Linked DNA regions of Sus scrofa: region 2 is linked to region 1. Evidence: chromatin contacts called from public targeted proximity ligation data. All regions are on one chromosome and are shown on one strand. The core of a region is the stretch at or near the end of the contact, and the rest is flanking DNA. Distances in the headings are between cores, read along the strand shown.

Region 1 (6,389 bases), core at 1,878-4,377:
TGAAAACTTTTTTTGGGGGGGGGGGAATAACTGTTAATTAGAGTGAGGGCCTTAGAGAATTTTCTTTTTAAATTAATTTTAACATGGATTTTGTAGCATCTATTTTGGTTCTTCCTAGACCATTTTTTCTTTTTATTCTTGTATCTTAAAATGTGTTCAGGATTGACTGGTCATTTCATAGGTTTTAAGATGGTGAGGTGTCTCTTTATTTGCTTCCTTCTCTTCACTCATTAGCTTGATGGCTGATGTTTGGGCCGTCTTTGCTCCTTCTTCCCAATAAGGTTTTAATGACAGTGGCTCTGGCTCAGGGTATGAGCTCACTGAGACTCCAGTGGCTTTCTCACATTGAGATGAAAACATGCTGATGTGACGATGACAGCATCAATACAAAAGGACAGAACTGGCTTAGGACATGTTCAGAGTGAGCAATTTGTTATGGTCACTGAGGCTGGAGGAGGAGAAAGAAAAGACAGAGTATCTATAGGAATCAATCTACCAATTTTATTTATTTTATTTTATTATTTATTTATTTATTTTTGTCTTTTTGCCTTTTCTAGGGCCACTTCTGCGGCATGTGGAGGTTCCCAGGCCAGGGGTCAATCAGAGCTGTAGCCACCGGCCTATGCCAGAGCCACAGCAACGCGGGATCCGAGCCACGTCTGCGACTTACTCCGCAGCTCACGGCAATGCCGGATCCTCAACCCACTGAGCAAAGCCAGGGACCCGAACCCTCAACTTCATGGTTCCTAGTTGGATTCGTTAACCACTGCGCCATAATGGGAACTCCCCAATTTTATTAATTGCTTTAGTTTTCTTCAACGTGGTACAATTTATTGATTAATGCCTTGTGTTGGCCAATATATTAGGCCAGTGTTTCTTAACCCTGGATAAGTATCAGGATTGCTTATGAAGCTTCAACAAATAAAGATGCCAGGGAATCATTCCAGGTGGTGCTTCTCGAGGGTTAGTAGGCAGAGGAATCACCTAATTGAGTAGGTCTGGGGTGGAGCCTGACAGGCTGCCTTTCTAACAAGCTCCCAGGTGATGCCACTGCTGCTGGTCCTCAGACCACACTTCGTGTGGCAAGATGGGGGGAGGGTCTGAGTCAGTAGTTATGAGGCAGGGATTGGCAAGTTTCATTTTAAAAAATGTCTGCAGTTGGACTTCCCACTGTGGCTCAGTGGCTTAAGAACCTGGCATAGTGTCTGTGAGGATGAGGGTTCGATCCCCGGCCTTGCTCAGTGGGTTAGGATTCAGCCTTGCCGCCAGCTATGGCATAAGTTGCAGATGCGGCTCGGGTCTGACGTTGCCATGGCTGCCCTGTAGGCCTCAGCTACAGCTCCGATTTGACCCCTAGCTTGGGAACTTACATATGCTATGGGTACGGCCCTAAAAAGGAAAAAAATGTCTTCAGGTGATTCTCACACGTAAATTGAGACTCAGCTTGTTGGTCACTTGTCACAACTTTCTGGGGGAATTTGCAGATGCTCTCGTTGGCTCAAAACACACAGCTCCCTCCTGGTTTTCCTCTTTTCTCTGGTCCCTTCTTTCTGCTATCTTCGGGTGGCCTCTCTTCCACCCAGTTAGTCTCAAAGTTCTTCAGGCATTAAGTCCTCTGTTTCTTCCTACTCTAGCCTGTCTCCTTAGGTCACATTTCCTGTTTTCATAGCCTTGGTTCTGAACTTCAGCTCATCACCTTCCAATTCTAAATTTCTGGCTTGGCTGTTCCTTCTGAATGTCAGACCTGGGCAGTCAACTCTCTGCTAGACCGGACGTCTTCCCCACTCTCTCGGCTCCAAGCTGCTCTTTCCAGGGGTCTTCATCCAGCAGCATTTACCCTAGTTGTTCAAACCATCTCAAACTGCTTCCTCTCTCTCTCTCTCTCTTTTTTTTTTTTTAGGGCCACACCGATGGCACATGGAGGTTTCCAGGTAGGGGTCGAATCGGGGCTGTAGCTGCTGACCTACACCACAGCAAGCAACGTGGGATCCAAGCCGTGTCTGTGACCTACACCACAGCTCACGGCAATGCCAGATCCTTAACCCACTGAGCGAGGCCAGAGATTGAACCCGCAACCTCATGGTTCCTAGTTGGATTCATTTCTGCGGCACCATGATGGGAACTCCAAACTGCTCCCTCTCCTGCACCTCCACCTCTACCCCTCTAGATTCTTCCTTTCTAGCCCTTGAATGTGCTTTTCTCTCCCCATTTATGCTTCCTACTCTGAGCTCTGTCTACCATCATGTCCACTGTCCACCGTTCTTGCTGTCCAGCCAGTCTCCTCCTTTCCCTGCTTCTCTTTTCCCCAACTCCACCCTACCCTGTTGCCATAGTGACGTTTTAACCATCTGATCCTCTCCCCCTCTTGCACATGGAGAGTTTAAATCCTTCAAAAGCTTCCCTTTCCCCCTTAGAACAAAGTGACAGAAGAGAGGAGATAAATAGATCCAGGGTAGGAGAGAGATGGGGTCGGGTGGGCGTGAGTGGGTAGAGGGAGAGAGAGCAGATCAGATGTCAAAGCCATCACTCTGGATTTCTCTTGTCAGTTAACTTACTTGGATCTCCCTGGGATACTGGCTCCAAAGACTGTGTGCTTAATTCTTCTTTTGGAACAAATCCTGGAAAGAGCAGTAAAACTTTTGGTGACTTACAAGAACAGGAAGCATCTGGCCTCACCCCAGGGATGGGGACAAAAATGAATATTCACACTCAGCTTAGGGGGCTTGGCTTCCTGCTCGCTGTGCTCCTCTCCACTCCGCCCCCGCTTAAGAGATAAAAATGAATGAATATTTGCAGACAGCGGGTGCTTACAGTCCTGTGAAGTCAGGCTTGAGATCTGTCCCCTCATGCCCATTCACTTGTTTTATCTGAGCCTAGTTTCCTTATCTGAGAGCATTAAGCACTTTGCAAGTGTAAATTATCCCTCTGTAAAATTCTGAGAATCTCAGGGCAGGGCATGTGTCTCATCACATAAACGTTTCTTGTCCCCACATGGGAGTCCTCAGTCAACATTCAGTGACTGAGTTGATGGATCAAGATGAGTGAGAGTGGGGACCGTCTGATGGGGGCTGGGAGTAGACTGGAGGGGATGAGATGAGATACAAGCACGTCACACACCAGAGGGTCTAAAATCCAGCCCTTGGCCTCTAGTGGTCTGAGAGCAGAGTACAGATGCCAAAGGCTTTCAAGAGGCTGTGTGTGTGTGAGTTGAATTTCAGCCTCAGGGGTTTTCTTTAGAACTGTTTACCTGGGAGCCAAGTACACAGATAAATCACATAGGAAGCAAAGACAATAGGAGTCTTTCTAGGTAAAGCCAATGAGTGAAACTTGCAGCACTGCAAGTGAGTCCCCGCCCCACCCCGTTTCCGGGATGCTGGGCAGCGCCCCGAGAGTCTCCCCCAGTGGAGGAAGGTGCTGGGGGCTCTGGTCCTTTCTGGCTGCGGTCCATGGGCTTTTTCCTAGCTTGTTAGTTTTTCCGATTTGCAAAGCACATGATTTCATCTTCCCATTAAAGGTCACTTTGCTCCTCCCACTTCCTCACATCATTTAAAAGATTCGCTCATGGCATTTCTCAGCCAGGAACCCCGGGAGGGGAAGAAGTACATGCGCAAGGCCTCTCCTCTACCTCCCCCCACCCACCCACCAGCAAAATCTGCCCTCGGACCAAGAGTTGGAAGGCCGCACTTGCTGTTGGAGTTTAAAAAACACTCAATGCAGCAAACAGGGAACACTGGTTTCCATGAAGGGAAAACCTGAGTCCTATTTGCAAAGAAGGAAGAAGAAAGAGAAGGAAGTCAAGTGTGCTCCAGATGGAGTGAGGGTCTAACCCACTTTGAGGACCTGGAACTCACTCCCTTCCACCTTTCTATCTTCACACTTCCTTCCTCCTTTGTGAGCCATCATTGTCCCTTACCTCAGGCCTCACCGCGGGCGTTTCAGTGGGCCCTTCGCGTGGTCACCAGACCCTAACGTCCCAGGTGACCCTGTTGGAAAGGCTTCTCTAGCCGAGCTTGGGCTCTATGCCACTAGCTGAAATCCTGTGAATCTTGATCTAGCCACGGCCAGGAAGTTGGGCTGCATAATTACCTGCATCTAGAAGGACTGATCCAGGTTTCCATAAGTCAGGTTCCTCCCCTGATTTTCAAAATTAAAAAGAAATAAACTCGTTACTTCGATGAAACCAGCAGAAGCTCTCATGTGAACTGCTAGGATGATAAGGGTGTTCTAATTGTGGCTGACAGTTCAGTAAAGGAGCATGAGACCAGACTTTGGGATGAAACAACCTGAAATCTTTGGGATTTTCTCATTCAAATTTCTTAAAACTGAAGACAAAACATCTTTAACTTTTTTCTTCCCTTCATTATGCCCTGAGAATGATGGGATAATGGGAATCCTAATATTTAAGGGGAATTGAAACCTCATGCAATCTGAACCAACAGCCTAGCTTGTTTCTATAAGAGTCCTACAAGTGAGTGGCTGGCTAGTACTTGAATACCTCCAGAGCCAAGGGACTCACTACACCTCCTACATTCCCAACAAAAACAGTGCATTTATTCTTGGACTGTTTAGACTGTGAGAAAACTTTTCACTGTATTGATCTGAATCTTTATCCATCCAACCTTCCTTCCTCCCTGCTTCCCTTCCTTCTTCCTTCCTTCCATCCATCCATCACACTTCATAAGCACCCAGGGAGTTCCCATCGTGGGTCAGCGAAACGAATATAACCAGTATCCATGAGGATGCAGGTATGATCCCTGGCCTCACTCAGTGGGTTAAGGATCCAGCATTGCCGTGGGCTGTGGTGTAGGTCACAGACACAGCTTGGATCCTGTGTTGCTGTGGCTGTGATGTAGGCCAGCAGCTGCAGCTCTGATTCAGCCCCTAGCCTGGGAACTTCATATGCCAAGGATGTGGCTCTAAAAAGACAAAAACAAAATGAAACAAAAATAAGTGCCCAGAATATGCCCAGTATCATTCTGGGTACATTTATTTCACCCATCTGTTTGTGTTTCTTTCCTTAGAAAGCACATAGAACAAATCTGACCTCTTCAGAGGGAGCAGACAGTCCACTTGTTTCCTGAGGCTCTGCTTCTCACTGTGTGTCTCAAGCAGGCTAGAATAGGGTGGCACCTGGCATCCTATTTATTTAATGCCCCCTACCCCAAATGGCGCTGGTGAAATAGAGGGAGTGGTGGAAAGGGGAAATTCTTATCAATAGTCCCTGATCTCCTTGGGGGGATTCTGTCTGGAGGGGCTCAGAGGCAGCACAGACATGTTAGGGAGCCTCATAAAGACACCAAAGTGGCTGTTTTTCTCCCCCGCCCCTTCGCCTTTACCTCACAAGGCCAAGAGCATAACCAACTGTTTGCATTTCTTCAAGGCCAGCAGCTTTCCTGCATGCTTCAATGATTAACACACTCAAAAGTGATATTTTTCTTTGCATGATGAAAAGATAACAGGCTATTTCAAAATGCAGTCTGTGCTCTTGCACTTTCTAGTTTAACGGTGAGAACTGAGTTCAGTTTGGCTCAGCCATTAACCAGGGGCAGGACCTTGAGCAAGTCACGTGCTCTCCTTGAATCCTAATTTCTTTTTGAGTAACATCAGCAGTTTGGGTGGCGATGGTCTCTAAGTTCAGAATATTTACGATTTATGTATTTAAACATTCAGCTTCTTCAGCCTCGTAACTCTGTCTCCACCTACTGGTAAAAATGTGCACTGTGCCCTTTTTCCTAAAACAAACAAACACACAAACAAACAAACAAACACACAAAAAAACCATGCTGGTGACATCTCAGTTTTTGCCCAAGGCTTTCAGGGCCCTAGAGTGTGAAGAAGGATTAGAATGCTGGGTGCTCTATTGCTTTAGTAGGACACTAGTTTAGTAGGACACTAGTTCTCTGACACGAGTTTGGATACTACTAAACTCTAAACTACTAAACTTGTTTAGTAGGACACAAGTTCTCTGATATGAGGGATTTCCAAGCCTCACTTCTGTCCTGGAGGCCTGTCCTTCTGTTCCTGCCACTTTTATTTATTTGGCACAAGTTTGAACCAAATGACTTTCATTCAAAAGCCAAAGGCTGAAAAATATTTGGACAGCTCGGACTTGGTGTTTTGAGGTTTGGTGGTAATGGGAAGTAGATTTGCGGAAACATTTGTATTCTGGTGTCGAGGAGAGAGGCGTGATGTGGGGAAAAAGAAGAAAGAAGACCCCTCCAGAGTCTAACCAAACACTAGCTGTAGGCCTAGGGGTGGGGGGCTTGTCTGCCTCCTTTGATTTCTAGTTTTCTCCTGTATAAACCTGAGGTCATAAGGACTTGTCCTGCCTTGCCTCACATGAAGGTAAATATGTTGAAAATCACTCTAAAAAATATAAAAGACGCCAT
Region 2 (6,389 bases), core at 2,326-4,825, 350 kb after region 1:
AAACACCGTTTAATAGCAAAGTTGGGTGTGGTTGTTATAGTGATAAGGGAAATGAAAGTGGAAGGAGTTCGAATAATATTTATTTGAAGAGTCTCACCCTGTCCTCCAAAAGCTATTCGCAAAGTGCATAATATTATACCTTCTTAAAAACATCTGTTGCAATGTATAGCTGGGGCTTAGCTTCTATGATGAATTTCTACCATCAAAGATGAGCAAAATTTTCAGAAAAGTCTTAATGAGAGAATATAATACCCTTTTCAGCATAGTCATATTTAATAACATATAGGTAAATGTAGACATCAGGTAAGGTAAAAATACAATCCTCTGATTGCATTTACTTGCATGTATTAACCATTATGTCACCATGTCTGTACGTGTGCTTACATACATCTAGCTACACATGTGTGCATACACATGGGACATGTGTATTGATCACATTTTCTTGCACAGAAAAATACACAAATGAATGTGTGACTCTATACTTTTTTAAGAAAAAAACCATGTTTCCTATGCACATGAGCACACTTTATTACAGAGTCCACATGGGATACACGCTCTGGATGAAAGATGTTTGCTTCGTTACTGATATACCCAGAACTCCTTCAAAGAGAACACAATAATAAGGCTTGAATTTAGGCAACACAAAGTCAGGACAGGAGGCATGAAAGAACACATAGGTAACATTTTTGGGAGTTTCAGGTCGCAATGAGGTGTGACACCACAGTCTATTTGTCTGAAAAATTCCTGAGGGAACAGAAACAAGTTGACTCTCAATCAGAAAACATTCAGAAGGTTCCACTGTGATTAGCAATCTGAATGCCAAAGGGTGCCAGGAACATACACATGGGATATTTTCCTTTTACCACCATAGAGACAAATATCACTTTAAACATTATAGGCAAAATATTCAGAAAGTTTCAAAACCTCACTAATTGCCCAGATCTGAGTCAGACACAACTGAGATTATGAGATTTTTGTTTCATTCCTTAGAAGGTAAGCAAGCCAGGAGTTCTGAGGCCACAGCAGGACAACCGTGGGACAGGTCACCAGTGCTCTTGCTCAAGCTGGTTTCAAGGATACTTGGGGAAGCCACTTTAAATGCACCTCTGCTATGGACTCAAACTGCATCAAAACACTGAAACAAGGGTCCTTTCATGCCCACTGTTGCAAAAACACACCCCTGATATTTATAAAAGCTATGTGAAACAGATTGGACTTTATTTTTGCCAAAGCATCAGGGACAGTAAACAACAATCTTTTATATGCTATACAAGCAAGATTGGAATGTATTCGAGCCACCTTTGAAATGTCCTTCTATTGAGGGGACAAGTGGTCTTACCTAGCTTTCTAGTTTTCAGGACTTTTGACTCTTAACAACAGACCAAAGGAACAGATTTTGAGGAGGAAGCAAAAGCCCTTATTTCATTTTCCAAGCCAAGTAAAAGGAAAAAAAAAAATTAAGAAGTACACGATAAAATATGAGCTCGTTTACTGACACATAGCTTTTCTTTAGGTCTATAAAACTTTGATTTTATCTACAAATACATGGAATATTCAGAAAAAGGAGTATCAATTTTTAAACATTATTAAATTCTTGTATTGTTCTTTTGTTATTACAACAGGAAAAGAAAAGCTACTGATAAGGAGAGAGCACTTTACTTGCTTTTCGGGAAATTAAAAAAAAAAAAAAAAAAAAAATCCCAGCGACAGAGAAAAGAATAATGAAGTGTAGGAAAACCGGGAAGTTGTCAGCCAGAAAAGAAAAACACATCCACAATTTAAAGGAACATTCCAGGCTCTTAAAAACTCAGACAAATATTAATCCATCGCATATTAACGCCTTCCCCCTTCCACCTTTCCAGGCACTACTTACAGCTGTTACTTCTTTCTGATGCAAAGAACACTTAGCAACAGGGACTGCAAATCAAAAGCAGGCAGGCACCCTATTGACAGGGTATATCTCCAGCTTTACATATTCCAATAACCAATGTGGATCCACTATCTTAGAAACTATGCACCATTAGAAGAAAGGCCTAGGTTTCAAAATATATTCCAATGCTCAGAACAATATCTTAGTGACCACTACGAACTAGAGAATGAGTCAAGTTTTACCCTTACTAGAGCATTTCTATGTTAAAAAGAAAAAAAAAAAACCCCAATTTTGAAATGTAGTGCTTTTAAATACCTTTCTTGAGAAAGTTACACATTTCACAAAGATTACCACCAGCTCTAGAAGTAAACATAGCTTGTCTATTCATCACAAAACAGCTCTGTAAACGGATTAAAATGAGCTTTGGTTTATTTGTTCTTTATCAGTGTCTTCTAGAATGTCACCATGCACAACAGTACTCAGGCTGGGAATGGCTACTCTGCCCTTATCACAGCTGCCCGTGTGGCCGTCTCATCTCTCCCACTGGAGGTGATGCCCCTTCTGTGTCAACTCAACAGTGGGGGTGGCCCCAGGTGTGCAGGACATAGGAAGGAGCGGGATTAACTTCAGGGATCCTTGTTCCATCCTAAAGAGGTTGCCCCCTTCTGGGCTGAACCCCTTTAATAGGAATGTCACCGTTGGAAAGGATTAACATGTGGCTGCTGGATGAGGAAATACTCTAGAGTGTTATGAGGTTAAGTATGTAAGATTTTGCCTAGATTACTGGTGCTGGTAAAGAGAAAGAGGATGCTGGGCTTTTGAGGGAGGAAAAACCTCACAGGACAGGATGAGGTGGCCCTGGGAAAAAAGACACTTGCCATCTTCACCATGTTCCCCTACGCAGCAGCTCTGCTAACCTTCAGCAACAAGTGCAAGAAACTGGAGCTTTCCTAGAGGGGTATCTTTCTGTGCGCTTGTATACATTCATGGGTGTCTCTTTCCACTAATAAAGATTTCCTTGCTCTTTAAAAAACTAAAATCTTCTTTATTCAAAAAGGGTTTTGCTGTTATTGTTTTTCCTGAAGGATCTCTTCATCAAGGTACTAGGTAAATACTAGCAAGGCTGGAAAATGGAAAGAACACACTATCTACCAGAGAATCCTTAACCATATTGATAAAATTATAAGAGCATTTGAAATGATCCCTTTCTGATGGAATGTAAATTCCTGTTAAAGTGATTATGCTCCCAAACTGCTTCTTGAACTTCCCTTTTCACAGACTTTTCCCCTCCCCATAAGCAGAACAAATACAAAACCGCCAAGCCTGCCTGAGTTGTGTCCAAAACCCCAGATTACGGTTGGGGAATACTGATTACACCAATTAATGAGGTTGTAATGGCTTGAGCTTGGGGATGACAACTCCTGACGGTCCACACCCTTGGCGTGGCTGAGGGAGGCAGCTGGCTTGGGGCGGGAGGACACAGAAGGGGCAGCTCCAACTCCTCGCAGAGGGAGGTCCCTGCTCTGGGGAGTGGTCCCCACCCGCTCCCACAGAGGCGGCAGCTCAGATGGCCTCGTGGGGCGGGATTCCAGGCCTTTTGCCGGTGTCAGGAAAAGCCGTTGTGGGGGCCAGCGTTTAGACGGACACAGCTGGGCAAAGCAGCAACTCAGCAGCTCTGTGCGATAGAGCACACGCCAAGCCTGGAAATAACTGAGAGGTCACCTACAGCCAAGTCGGAAACCACAAATCTACAAGGGGTTGCTCAGTGCTACCCAGAAGCTAAAATGTTAACCTGCTCAAGGCCAGTGTTGGACCCACGTTTAAGCATCCCTGGTTGGTGGAAATACAGTTTTCAGACCGGCCTCCAAAGAATACCTTCTCTGGCTGATGGTGTCAGGTTATTTTTTGTCCTTTTAATATTGAGTGTGTCTTTTTAAAAACAGGATCACCAAGCACATGGTATTTAATTTCAAAACAAGCATACACTTGCAGCAAAAACTGTTCACCTACAACTTCTGGTACTCCTGTCACTAACCTAGGAAAAAGCATAGGAAGAGGACAGACAGATGGCTTGGTACAGAAGAGACAGGTTGAAAGTACAGATGAAAAGCTAGAACAAAGGGGAAGGACATTAATACATGGTACAAAGCACTAGGACTAATTTACCTGTGACTGTGCAGCAAGCATCCTGCTAAGGCTCAGACTGAAAAACATTTCTATACCATTCAGTGTAGCCCCGATGTGGCTGAATGAAATGCCCCTCTATACACACACACACACACACACACACACACACACACACACACACTCCCTTCTTAGCACAAGGATACAAAATATTTAATCATGGCTTTTCTTTTTTTCTGCTGGGCACAAGAAACCACAACCAGAAGGTCACTGTATGACTTCCAACGGTTAAAATGCAGGTATAATTATTCAACCAACTGTCCTCTCCAACTGGTCTTAGGCCAAGTTCCCTGAGTTTCCTGTTTTGACTTCCCAGATATTCAAAACTGGTTTCCGCCTCTTCGTAGTCATTTTTTCCCCCTTAAACTAGTTATCAAGACATCAAAACAACAATTGTACCCAAAATTCTAAAATATTTAGCTGTCAACCTAAATAAAAAGTCTACCACTATGAAAATAAATAATTTTGTCTACTCTTCCTTTCCCCAAGAAATTGTTGGAATTTAAAGTAAAAGTCTATTTAAATTTCAAAATCATTATATGTATGTGCATCAAAAAGGAGTGATATATCACATTATCATTTTGTGATGGTTGTTACAGAGAGGGCAATAGCAAAGCATTTAAAGTTGCATAAAAGCCTTACTGCCTTAATTAAACAAATGTACTTAATGGCACTTGGGCAGCTAAAGGAAAAATCAAAAGCTGAGACCTTGATGGTAATGAGGTCCCTTATCCACCTGGAAGGTAAGGTTAAAAGTGCTTTTTTTTTTAAATTTGGTCAAGGGAATAGTCGTTATCTCCAAATGCGGTAAGCAGTATTACCAAATTCCTCAAAAATATATTTTTAGGAGTGTCCGTTGTGGCGCAGTGGTTAACGAATCCGACTAGGAACCATGAGGTTGCGGGTTCGGTCCCTGCGCTTGCTCAGTGGGTTAAGGATTCAGTGTTGCCCGTGAGCTGTGGTGTAGGTCGCAGACCCGGCTCGGATCCCGCGTTGCTGTGGCTCTGGCATAGGCTGGTGGCTACAGCTCCGATTCAACCCCTAGCCTGGGAACCTCCATATGCCGAGGGAGTAGCCCTAGAAAAGGCATTTTATTTTTTTAAAACAATGTAGATGAGCTAAAACAATATATTCACAAGCATAATACTGATTTCAGATGTACCTAGCCTAAGAGAAATAGGATCTGTAATGAGTAATTTTAATGAAGTACATTTAAAAATTGTGAATTAGTGCACAGGAAGGTCTGGACACAGAGAAAGTACAGTCCCTATGGCTTCAGAATAAGTTGAGAACCAAAGTTTAAGAGGTTCTCTCTTTTGGTGTTTTTTTGTTTTGGTAGTTCAGTACATGTATTTTATTATCATGGGTTATAGAAGAGCAGTTTTAAAAGGCCAAGTGCCTCTCAAAGATGTTTCTTCTCTAAACTTCATAAACTTCATAAAATGTATAATAAATACCCCCATTTCTATCCTCCTTCCCACAGAAAAGTTACAGTTATGATAAGTTGTTAAGGACCTTATAAACTTAATGCTGCTACTCATAATCTTACAGTACACTGTTGTATTTCAGGAGAACATAGAATTTGACTCTCAGTATGTCTGAGTCTGTGACCTTATTATTATACTGGGTCATTTTTACTATAGTCAATACTCTACTCTGAAAGATTTGGCAGGAATGATATTTGATATCATGCAGATCAACATAACTGTAAAAAAAACCCACAGACATAAGGTCTTAGATATAGTTCTAAAGTTTAGCGAAGATCAAATGGTTAAGTTATATAAAGGATCATCTCTACTGAAAACAATTTCCTCAGCACCTAAGTTTTGGTATTTGTTTCTCACCATGTGATCCTATACATGCACTATAACATGCCTCAGTGGGGTTTTAATTTCTTTTCATATTTACTTGCAAAATAGTTATAATTCATTTAATTATAAAATGAAACCATCACTATATATTAATATTTGAAGTCTGGCAATTTATACAGAGGATCTGACTTTCTTTTTTTTTTTTTTTTTTTTAAGTATTAGAATTTCTAGGTCCAATGAAATCGGGGCAGCCACTATGGAAAAACAGTATGAAGATTCCTTAAAAAACCAAAGATAGAGTTACTGTATGATCCAGCAACCCTACTCCTTGGTATATACCTGGAGAAAACTGTAATTTGAAAAGATACATGTACCCCTGTGTTCACTGCAGCACTATTTACAACAGACAAGACATGGAAGAAGCCTAAACATCCATCAACAGACATATGGATAAAGAAGATGTGGTACATAGACCCAATGGAATATTGTTCAGCCATAAAAAAGAATGAAATAATGCCATTTGT

Evidence for each region.
Region 2: a targeted proximity ligation map of skeletal muscle shows a contact between it and region 1, with 6 times the contacts expected there. A contact is called at or near these places in 1 of 47 Hi-C or Micro-C datasets (embryonic fibroblasts) and 1 of 2 datasets of targeted methods (skeletal muscle).

The regions. Positions count from the first base shown.
Region 1 is chr3:103,410,059-103,416,447 of Sscrofa11.1, forward strand. VIT (vitrin) reads right to left here. Exons shown (of 13, transcript XM_021087635.1): 7 at 4,087-4,134; 8 at 2,556-2,618. Among named protein-coding and RNA genes, the nearest start is that of VIT, 80 kb to the right of the region's middle.
Region 2 is chr3:103,756,831-103,763,219 of Sscrofa11.1, forward strand. All of the region lies in intron 2 of CRIM1 (cysteine-rich motor neuron 1 protein), which reads right to left. Among named protein-coding and RNA genes, the nearest start is that of CRIM1, 55 kb to the right of the region's middle.